Linked DNA regions of Sus scrofa: all the other regions are linked to region 2. Evidence: chromatin contacts called from public Hi-C and HiChIP or PLAC-seq data. All regions are on one chromosome and are shown on one strand. The core of a region is the stretch at or near the end of the contact, and the rest is flanking DNA. Distances in the headings are between cores, read along the strand shown.

The links. Hi-C and Micro-C count contacts between places; a contact is called where the count stands out from the background. HiChIP or PLAC-seq counts read pairs in DNA pulled down with a chosen protein or histone mark.
Region 1: a contact with region 2 is called in an H3K27ac HiChIP or PLAC-seq map of alveolar macrophages. The contact joins two enhancer-like sites. A contact is called at or near these places in 1 of 47 Hi-C or Micro-C datasets (fetal skeletal muscle) and 1 of 2 datasets of contacts at active chromatin or transcription factors (alveolar macrophages).
Region 3: a contact with region 2 is called in an H3K27ac HiChIP or PLAC-seq map of alveolar macrophages. The contact joins two enhancer-like sites. A contact is called at or near these places in 1 of 47 Hi-C or Micro-C datasets (adipocytes) and 1 of 2 datasets of contacts at active chromatin or transcription factors (alveolar macrophages).
Region 4: a contact with region 2 is called in a Hi-C map of subcutaneous adipose tissue, with 2.1 times the contacts expected there. The contact joins two enhancer-like sites. A contact is called at or near these places in 1 of 5 promoter capture datasets (liver), 29 of 47 Hi-C or Micro-C datasets (adipocytes, alveolar macrophages, blood and 16 more) and 2 of 2 datasets of contacts at active chromatin or transcription factors (alveolar macrophages and skeletal muscle).

The regions. Positions count from the first base shown.
Region 1 is chr8:29,938,175-29,940,874 of Sscrofa11.1, forward strand. All of the region lies in intron 2 of LOC100510918 (a long non-coding RNA gene), which reads right to left. Among named protein-coding and RNA genes, the nearest start is that of KLF3, 85 kb to the right of the region's middle. Within about 2 kb of position 1,432, at least 17 of the 83 cell types and tissues checked have an H3K27ac peak or open chromatin away from gene starts, as enhancers often do. A contact at or near this core is called in alveolar macrophages, where this site is marked.
Region 2 is chr8:29,638,429-29,641,128 of Sscrofa11.1, forward strand. No RefSeq gene overlaps it. Among named protein-coding and RNA genes, the nearest start is that of MIR9840, 91 kb to the left of the region's middle. Within about 2 kb of position 1,418, at least 41 of the 83 cell types and tissues checked have an H3K27ac peak or open chromatin away from gene starts, as enhancers often do. A contact at or near this core is called in alveolar macrophages and subcutaneous adipose tissue, where this site is marked.
Region 3 is chr8:30,114,032-30,116,731 of Sscrofa11.1, forward strand. No RefSeq gene overlaps it. Among named protein-coding and RNA genes, the nearest start is that of TLR10, 19 kb to the right of the region's middle. Within about 2 kb of position 1,255, at least 49 of the 83 cell types and tissues checked have an H3K27ac peak or open chromatin away from gene starts, as enhancers often do. A contact at or near this core is called in alveolar macrophages, where this site is marked.
Region 4 is chr8:30,092,627-30,095,326 of Sscrofa11.1, forward strand. No RefSeq gene overlaps it. Among named protein-coding and RNA genes, the nearest start is that of TLR10, 41 kb to the right of the region's middle. Within about 2 kb of position 1,370, at least 4 of the 83 cell types and tissues checked have an H3K27ac peak or open chromatin away from gene starts, as enhancers often do. A contact at or near this core is called in subcutaneous adipose tissue, where this site is marked.

The DNA of each region.
Region 1 (2,700 bases), core at 182-2,681, 300 kb after region 2:
GAGCTGTGGTGTAGGTCACAGATGAGGCTCGGATCCCAGGTTGCCGTGGCTGTGGTATAGGCTGCCAGCTAGAGCTCCAATTCGACCTTTAGCCTGGCAACTTCCATATGCCACAGGTGCAGCCCTAAAAAAATAAATAAATAAAAATAAAGACACAAGCCAGAAGTGGGAGGCTGGATCATTCTCCTCCAAACCCCACAGCTGCTATGGCACATGGAAGGAATGGAATGGAGGCTGCAGAGTGAACCTCAGTGTCTGCCACGAGCCAGGACTTGAATTCATGACTTAGGACTCTAAATCCTATGGCGTTTCGTTTGTTTGTTTTTCTCTATCTCTTACGTGTCATTATTCTTCACTGCTGGAGCTGATCGTTCTAACTAAAATTGTTATTTTTGAGTGTGAATGTGCCTAAAAAAGCCGTTCTGTGCCCGGAAGTCCTTTCCAACCAGTGAGCACCAAGGCTGGATGTGCCTTTGGGTGTGTAGCCATGAGCTTTCGCTTCTTCGATTATGTCTCCAACTCACGTCCCTCTCAGTTTTGTTATATGATTTTAATTTTTTCCATTATAGTTGATTTAAATATTCTGTCAATTTGTGCTGTACAGCAAAGGGACCTGGTCATACATATATACACATATTATTTTTCTCACATTATCCTCTATCATGTTCCATCACTAGTGAGGAGATAGAGTTCCCTGTGCTGTAGGGAACTATATAAACAGGATCTCATCGCTTACCCACTCCTAATGCAATAGGCTCTAAATTTGTTTGCTCCATTCATTTTTGTTTCCAATACATTTTTGTTTCTTTGTGTCAGGGCCCAACCAGGAAGACAGAAACCACGCTGAATATTTGAAACAGAGGAAGTTTAATGCACTGAGATGAAAGAAACTTAAAAGCTAAACAAGGGATGGTGAGGCAATCTAGAGACTAGCCACGGCAGGATGTTGCTGCCACTCCCAGGCTGGAGGGACAAAGGGAGGAGGTGATGCTACCCAAGCCCTGGGCCTGGGATTACCCAGAGGAAGTGGGAACTATGGCAGGTTTCCTGTGAGAGCTGGAGACAAGGAAGAGAGGCCGCAGCTGCCAGAGGTACCATGCCAGTACCAAGGGAGGGAGAAACACTCAGACTTCTCCCTCCCTCCTGTTCTCCAAACGGCCACCAGAGCATCCGGGGGTCAAACCCAGTTCAGAGCCCTGCTGACAGGGAGCCTGAGAACGTCAGCCTGGAGGGGTCAAGGCCCTCTAAATACACGGCCAGGGAAGGAAGTGGGGAGGAATGGATCAAGCTAGCACATTTGCATGACAACATCAGGCACGTTCACGGCGGAAATTTTAGAAAATACAGATCTGCAGAGAGGCAAAGGTACAAACCATGATCTTACTAGGGAACTGCTGAGCGCTCCCTATTTCTCATTAGTCACTGGGGGATCCGTGTTCTGCTCCTTTGCCCGTCAACAGGCCAAGCACTCTGGCCGTTTGACATTTCGTAATGTACACCCTGAGAAATTCAGTTTCTCCTCTCTATCAAGTCAAATGTGAAAAAAACAGATGTTACAACTGTGGTTAAGAAAACCTTTATTTCCTAAGAAACTGACTGACTTCTTTTCCCAGATAATGTGAGTTCTATGATTTATCAGATTTCCTCTTTTTGCCCAGGCTACCAGGAAACTCCAAGTCACATGCTCAAGACCAGTAACTTTAAGCCTTTATAGTGGCATGTTCTCCTTCCCTCTTCTTCATGTTCTGAAGTATATTGTGTCACATCAGCTCTGTGATGTATGTGGACGCATGAAGAAGACAGGGGCAGACACAGGCGCCTAAGGCAGAGGCCCTGGAGTTATTCCCCAGAGAGTTGCTGGGAGATGGCTTAGCCTGTCCAACTTTGTCCTCTCTGAGCCAGCTGGCCAGCACTGGGGAGTTGTCTGCCACCGTGGAACAGATTCTACACCCTCCTCAACAGCAGATGGCCACTCTGCACTAATCCATGCCCTGCATCACTGCTGAGTGAGACACCACCGTCACTGCACAGCTCACTAGCATCTTTGCTCCAGCTCAGTAGGCCAGGGATTACACATGTGTGTGCTCACATAGACGCCTGCTCCATCATGTTTCAGCTAAGCGGCCCTATTAGCCTCTTCACAATGGGAAGGGGTGGAGTGAGGGGTCACCCGGGGGATTATGGTTAGATGTTTAATTAGATTGGGCATTTTAATTAGGTTGAGCACGGCTTTTTCCAGGAGGTGAAAGCATTGCCTCCTCAAGCGAGCCCCTCTCTGGCCTGTTTTAACTTCTTTGATTCCTAAGTTAGTTCCCTCTTGAAATGCTTCTCTTACAATTTTGTTTATCTGAGGCTGATAGTCTGGGCATGGTGCCCACTTTAATATGATTTTTATTGTGGCTACACATCCCCAGTGCTATCGAGAGGGTTATTATCGTGTTGTCTGAGACACCTTAACCATGGCGATTACCAGGCTGGGTGCACACCCATGCACCCCACCCCGCCCCGCCCTCCCCAGCGCTTTCTGCTTCCAATTTCAGAAACGAAGCTGACACTCGCTCCCATTCCACGGACACGATGAGCGTTTGGAACTCACCAGCGTAGCAAAGTAGATATTTGGCAATTATCGAGATCGTTGCATTGTGATAGGCAAATAGTTGATATTATTATTAAAACTGAGGTCCTGGAGTCTCTCTGTGG
Region 2 (2,700 bases), core at 168-2,667:
AACCCTATGCAGAGAAAGAGAGAGAGAGAGGGGCAGAAACCAAGTAGGAAGAGCCTGCTTAGCTGGTAAGGAGAGCGAAGGATGCTCGGAACACTTAGAGGCTCATACTTCCTCTCGTGCACAGCATGGAAGCCTGCAACGCAGCGCAGCGAAGGTGCAGGGGGCAGGGACGACGGAGGCCTGGTGCTGAGGAACCACTTCCCAAAGACAAAAGGCCTGATGTGAGTTTCGAAGGAAGACTAGGAGTTTACAGAGAGGCCAAGGAGAAAGGGATTTCCATCCAGAGGGAGCTGCATGGGTGATGTCCCCTCACATAAGACAAGAGAAGGTCAAATCCCTCAGTGGACCATGTGTGTCAGGCATCTGCTCTATTCTCTAGCTCCTGACCTCAGGCCTTCCAGCAGGGTAGGTGATCTCCAGCGAGGGGGCAGGATCCCTTCCTTTTCAGCGATTTATATTGAAATCCTAGGGTCCCACCAGGACTTGGATGAAGGCTGTTAACAGCTGGTAGGGCCAGGCAGACAAATGCCCCTTCTTTCTGGGGAAGAGAATGCAAATGCACCCGCTGAGCTGGGGCTGGGAGGTAAATGGACTCGCTCCTGCCCGGGCAGGTCTGGGCTGAGCTGGGCAGGGCTGGGCAGGGCTGGGCAGGGCTGGGCTGGCTTTGCCCAGACCAACTTTGGTCCTCTTAGCAATGAGGTGGAAAGCCTGATTGTAAACAGGGCTTTCTCTGAAAGCCCATTCAGCTCTCTCTGAATTCCATCCCCTAAGCCTGAAGAGGTTTATTCTCCAATTGCCGTTCAGCCAGGGCTCCTTGTCCTCATGTCCTCGCTCCCTCTGCCTCTTAGCTCACACACATATTCATGCTCCTGGGATTTTAAACATCATGCTGTGCCGGAATTGGGTTTGGAGCTGTGATTTATAGGAATGCTGTTGCTGGGGCGAATGTAGTGCCAAGAATTCTACAAAGCAATCCCGGGAGGCAGAGCATGGGTCCCTGGACCAGCAACATCAGCATCACCTGGAAACTTCTTAGAAACACATGTCCATGAGCCCCTTCCCAGACCGAGGTACCCACGGGTAGTGCTACAGGACACAGCATTTTGTGTTGCCAGCACGCTCAGTTGAGCTAGAGAGCTGCTTCAGGTCATGGTTTAACCTCTGATGAGTAGAACCTAGGCCCCAGGTTGGTGGGGGTTCAAGGCATGGAATCCATTGTTTACCTAAGGGCCTCTTCTCCAAAGGGCCACAAAAGCCCTGTCTGTCCTCTTCTGGGAGTGGTGTCAGCTTGACAAAATGCCAGATGTGTTGCATCAGAGGCAGAATTCAGGCAAATGACCCTTGGCGCTCCGAGGGTGGAGGCTGGGAAGGAGTTGAGGCCTCAACCAGGAAGTAAACAGGGCTCCCAGGGCGCTGGGGGGAGGGGAGCTGCAGTTCCCGTAGAAGGAACCCGCTCTCCCTCCAGTGCCAGCTCAGGACCGCCCCACTCCGTCCCTCAGCTTCTCAGAAGCTGCCCCGCCCCATTCTTTTCCAGCTCCCCCTTGGAGCTGAGCAGGAGGAAATAGACTGGAAGGGGAGCAGGAGACATTTGAATTCGCTCTAAGGGACTTTCTGAGGGCAAAGCCTGGAAAAGCTGTTCAGGGTGGGTCATACCGTCTTCCTTGGGTATCTTTCTCAGGAGACATGGAGTGAACTGGGCTCCATCCTGGGTGGTCCATGATTCAGCTCTGTGATCTCGGGAAAACTACTTAACCTTTCTGTGCCTTCATTATCTTGATCATAAATGGGGAGTCATAACAGAAAGATGCTTATAGATGTTTGGGAGGATTACATGAGATAATATATCCTGAGCAAGCGCTAGCTCTGGCTTTGGCCTGTCCTGGTCCACCACCCATGAGCTCTTAGCTATGGTCAATGGTCAATGCCTAGTGTGGTGCAGGCACTCAAGACATGCTTGCTGGATGGATGACCAACCACACCCCCTGTCCGGCGCAGCTGGAAGACCACCAGAAATATATCCCACTGCTATTTCAGATCCCCTTACATTCCAAATGATTCAATGACCGGGAGTGGTCCAGCTACCCGAGGCTTAATGAAATTCTCAGCAGGCGTTTTTCATGGTGGTTTCCTATTTCTGGAATATCTTCCCTTTTCTGGTCTATTGTCATCCAATAGACTGTTAGTGGGGGCATCAGAGGGACTTAAATTGCTCCCATGGACAGAGAGAGGAAACAATTAAAAAGAAATAGGAAGTGAGGCTCCTTGGGTAGAATTACACGGCTTAACACCAGGTTGCATTTCCTGACAAGACTCAGTTTAGAATTCTCTTAGCACAGAGAGTGATCCTGCCTGGCCCCTCCCTCCGTGCATTCCTAGTCCTGCTGGTGTGTGAAGGAGGCTCATTTCCTTGGTTGAGCTGCTCAGAGGAGGAGAGACTGGTGTTTTTGTTTGTTTTTTGCTTTTTAGGCTGAACCTGCGGCATATGGAGCTTCCCAGCCTAGGGGTCTAATCGGAGCTGCAGCCACTGGCCTACGCCACATCCACAGCCACTCCAGATCCAAGCCATGTCTGCAGCCTACACCACAGCTCACGGCAATGCCCGATCCTTAACTCGCTGAGCGAGACCAGCGATCAAACCCACGTCCTCATGGATTCTAGTGGAGTTTGTTACTGCTGAGCCAAGAAGGGAACTCCTGGGGA
Region 3 (2,700 bases), core at 5-2,504, 480 kb after region 2:
ACTAGAGATGATATAGCACCTATCTCCCTGAATTAACGTGAGGCTTAATTGACTAACTGCATGGAGGTGCTTAGAGCAGTGCTCAAAACAGTAAACATTCAAAAAATATCAACCACTGTTACAAAGCGAGCCTCATGTTTGAAAGGTGGGGATCACTCATCTAGATGATCTCTAGAACCATCCTTGTGCCACTTGTCTCAGTAGCTTTATGAATATTCTGATAAATCTTGTAAAATGGAAAGAAATACTTTGAGATCGGTTGATCCTGTTGTTCATGGTGCACAGAATGGCTGTGGCTATAAGCCGTTCACGAATCAGGTAGAGGGCATCCTTAGAAAAGGATCCCATCTCTTTGACAGCGTAGTGGAGAGAGGCCAAACCCGGAGCCCTTTGGGCACTAGTACGACTTCATCTGTTGCCTCCAGTGAGAATAATAAACTGCTGTTCTGTCAAATAGCCTCTTGCCCACCAGAAAGCGCAACAGCAACTACTAATATAACCACACGGTGTCGCTGTGACCCTTCACACGCGGGCCGGTCCCCGCGGGCAAGACCTCCGTTCAGTTTCAAAGTTTCTTAGTACTTCTCAAACCCTGTGGGGCATAAGAATCAGCTGGGGTCTTGTTTAAAAGGCAGATTCGAATTCAGTAAGTCTGGGATGGAGCCTGAAATCCTGCAGTACTAACAAGCTCTCAGGTGATACCCATGCTGGAGCTGTCAACATTTCTGCCTTGTTGGTTTGAAATGGGCGGGCAGTAAGAATTAAGGAGACTCGAAAAGCGGCCCCATTGCACGCCTTTCAGAGGTAGTGACGAGGCAGAGGAAAGAAAAATGAGAAACAAAAGAGAAAACGAGGGCGGCTTTCTTTTAACATTCCACATCCCACGAGCCTCCTGTGGTCCCGTCCTCGAAAGTGCGACTCATGTGGCAGGTGTCCCGTCAAGGTGAGCTGTGGAGAGGTCGGATGGGTCTTCTCGGTATATTCTTTCTCTGACACGAGGGCGGCTCATTAAAGACCTTACTGCCGAACGTGCAAAACGCTAAGTGGCCAAAGGCTTCAGCACACACTGCCCAGTTGCCCCCAAAGCCAAGTTAGGCTTCTAAAGGGTCCATACAGATGGGATGGAGCGAGCCAACCTGAGAACTGCGTGGTGGGCTAACCCCAAGGGACGTCTTGCTGCTGGAGTTGCTCTTGCATGCACAATAGGATCTATTTTAAGGTCGTGAACTTCTGCTTTCCGCCTCCGGAAAGGCCCGCGGGGAGCAACCAGCGAAGTGAAACTGCTTCTAACCGGACTTCTGTGAGGCCCTGGCTTCAAGGTTAGATGCGCGCTGCAAAATGGGATGTCGCAGTACCGCTGGCTCCCGCCATGCCTGCTGCTGTTTCTCTCTGTCCTTTTATTTATTTTTGGTCTGGTTTTTCTTTTTTCTTCTTCTTCTTCTTTTTTTTTTTTTTTTTTTTTTTTTTTTTTTTTTGTGGTCTTCGTCTCTCATTTGTGTCCTTTGGGGGCTTGAAGCTGGGTTTTAAGATAAAGATTTAAAAAGAAAAAACAAATGTCTATCTATTCAGTTTTTAATCTATTAGATCGATTCAGTTTAAAGCTTTTCCAGCTTTTTGCCTGTAAAGTCTAAGGAAGATGTTGGCTCTAGGTTTTTTCTAAGGTTCTGGCAACCGAGACAATCTCCCCCTCCGTCCTCTCCTGGGTCTCCGTAGGGAACAAAGCATTAAACTGCATCCGATTTGCATTAAAGTGGGAAGAAAAGCTTGGCTGTTGGGGTGTTCACTCCTCTCGGTTTATGTGCATAAATTGATATTCGTGAGACTCAGGGAGACTCTGGATCCCTGCTCAGTAGCTTGGAAATGCTGAGATGTTGAAACCAGTTTTGAGGAAAGCGCTTTTGTGTGTGTGTGTTTGCATCTTGTGTAACATGTAGTTCAGCTACTTATTTTGATTCTAAAAACCACAAATGTGGTTTGAGGGAGCTGATTTCCTGAACTTTTTGAAGAATAAGATGTTTTAAAATTCTAATGTAAACTTGCGATATAAATTGTCAAGTCTTAGAGGTATGATACCATTTTACAGTCTTTGCGTACTTATGGACCCTGAAATGATCATGTTCAGAAACCGAAAAAGGGAAATAGCAAAGGGCCCAAATTTGGTTTTGCCCAATGGGCTAATTATTCACAACTTCATCTGCATAATTTATTGTTAAGTATTAAAAGCATTTAGTGATTTTTCTTCACTTTTTTCAGAAAAATATTATAGAAAAGACCCCAAGTGTTTGACAATATTTTATTTTATTTTTTTATTTTTTTAGTCTTTTTTAGCTATTTCTTGGGCCGCTCCCGCGGCATATGGAGGTTCCCAGGCTAGGGGTCCAATCGGAGCTGTAGCCCCCGGCCTACTCCAGAGCCACAGCAACGTGGGATCCGAGCCGCGTCTGCAACCTACACCACAGCTCACGGCAATGCCGGATCCTTAACCCACTGAGCAAGGGCAGGGACCGAACCCGCAACCTCATGATTCCTAGTCGGATTCGTTAACCACTGCGCCACGACGGGAACTCCTGACAATATTTTAAATGAGCAGAAATTTAAACTTTCATGCTGTAAGAGTTATAGAAAAATTTCACCAGATCCTTGTTTTGATTATACATACTTACGGTACTATTTCGATTGGAATGAACATGCTGTGTTTTT
Region 4 (2,700 bases), core at 120-2,619, 450 kb after region 2:
CCGAGCCACATCTGTAATTTACACCACAGCTTCACAGCAACACTGAGTCCCAGACCCACTGAGCAAGCCCAGGGATCGAACCCACATCCTCATGTATACTAGTTGGATTTATTTCCTCTGTGCCACATTGGGAACTCCCACGAATCCCTCTTTTTAGTGTACAGGGTATCTTACTCTTGATACTCTTTAGCTGCTGTTGTCTGTATTTTATTTGTGGGATTTTGTTACCAATACCCCCTGACCCCAGGGATACCACGGAAGAGGGGCAGACCAAGATTGTAAGGATAGTGCAGGGTATGTAGGGGTGGAGCGTATGTCAGGACATCCAAGATGGCTGTTCTCTTGCTCTCTGTGCATCCCCTGCTCAGCCAGTCCCTGCTGCCCCCACATCCTACACACACGCTATCCCATCCTCTTAATCATAGGGCTTAATCAGTAACTGCCTCCATGCTTGCCCCCTGCCCCAGCTGCTGGTTCCCCTGGTAACTGATGAGCCTGTCTGAATCAATTCACCCTATAAATGGTAGCCTCCCTCTCCCCCCAGGAAGCAAAGGCTGCTGCCATGTCCTGCCTGCCACCTGCTGTCCACTGGGGTGTCTCTCCAGGATTCGTGCTTTGGACATTTAAGATTCTCCATCCAATAAATTGTTGATATCTCCAGGCTCTTCAGTCTTGAGGCTGGACCATACAAAGCTGGCAGGCTGCAAGGTGTAGCCCCACAAGTAGGCATGATTATTCTACAGGGCAGAAAACTGCACCTCAAAGAAAGTGGGTGACGGCCTTAAAGACACATGGCTGGTAAGCAGCAGAATCAGGATTCACTTGGCTCTGTTGCTCCAGGATACCCTGCAGCTATTTGGGGAAAATGGAGATAATGAAGCCAATGGTGAAGAAAGGGAAGAAATGTACCAACTGGTTAGGGCAACACTTGTTGCTACAACGAACTCTGAAATTTGTAATCGCTCCAACAATTGAAGTTGGTTTCTTCCTCGCCTTAAGTCTAAGGTCACATTAAAATCTGCTGAACAGATGGCTTTCTTCCAGGCAGGGATTCGGGACCCTGGGCTCCTTCCATCTTGTGGTTCCACCAACTTCGATAGGTGACTTCAAACTGCAGTGCCTTTCGGCGTGATGCCAGCAGGAGGACAAAGAACGTGGAGGATAGGAGGTCGCCTGGGTCAGACTTGGAAGTGGCCCACCTCACTTCTCGTGACCTACTTTCAGCTAGAATTTCCTTACTCTGTCAAAACTTAGCAGCCGTGAAACTGCAAGAAAGCCTGGAAACTGTGGAACAGCTCTGGGCAGAGAAAGAAAGGGAAATGAGTTTGGTAGAGCTGAACAGTCCCTGCCGCCACCCATAGCCAACATCCAGGAACCGGAGGTTCCCGGACAGAGCCAAAGCCCCGCCCAGGGGTGCGCGTGCAGGAAGCCGAACTTTCAGCTGCACCTCAAGCTGCAAATGTGCCCAAAGGGCTTCTGTGATGAGACTTGATTGTTTTATCTTGTTTGGGGAAATGTTCCCCTCCAACTTGAACCTTGCCAACCCTAGCAGCCCCAGACCTGTGCTTACCAATGAACACAGACCCCCAAGTGGAACCACGTGTGTTTCCTTGAACCCTATAATCAGGGGTTGGTTTAGGGAAAGTCACGTGATCCATTGAGAGCCTATTGGCTCCTTCCCTAACCAATTAAGAAGGCTCTTACTTCTCTGGCTATAAGGCTGTAAGAAGGGAAGTGTGTGTGGTCTGGCATCACGCCTGCAGCCTCAGGGACGCAGCCAGAAGCATAAATGCAGCGTGTAGTATATGGAGATTCCCAGGCTAGGGGTTGAATCAGAGCTGTAGCTGCGGGCCTACACCACAGCTCACAGGAACACCAGATAGTTAACCCACTGAGTGAGGTCAGGGATCAAACCTGCCTTCTCATGGATGCTACTCAGATTTGTTTCCTCTGAGCCATGATGGAAACTCCCCCTCTTTTTAAAAAATTAATTAATTTTTGTCTTTTTAGGGCTGTACCTGTGGCATATGGAAGTTCCCAGGCTAGGGGTCGAATGGGAGCTGCAGCTGCCGACATACACCACAGCCACAGCAACATGGGACCTGACCTGCCTCTGTGACCTACACCACAGCTCACAGCAACACCAGATCGCTGACCCACTGAGTGAGGCCAGAGATCAAAACTGCCTCCTCACGGATATTAGTCTGCTGAGCCATAGCAGGAACTCCCCTTCCCTGCCATGTCTATAGTTTGATTCTATAACCTGATAGTTTCTCTCTTTGCTTAATCTGGTTCAAGGTGAGTCTGTCACTTGCAACTCAAAGAGTCATGACTTCACACATCCAGCATGCCAGAAGACCTTCTAGAAGGTAAATAGGCTCAACAACAAATTTTTTTTTTTGTCTAGCCATGTTCATGTGTATACTCTTACACACACACACACACACACACACCCACACCCTTCTTCACACCCTTATGGGTTTGTATCTCCCTAAAAAGACATGCTGAAGTCCTAACGCCTAGTGCTTCAGAATGTGTGCTTATTTGTAAATAGGGTCTTTAAGAGAGTAAATCAAGTTAAAATGAAGTCTTTAAATTAGACCCTAATCCAGTATGATGGGTGTCCTTATAAAGAGAAATCTGGACATGCACAGAGGGAAGACGTCATGTGAAGGAGGCAGAGGTCGGGGTGATGCTTCT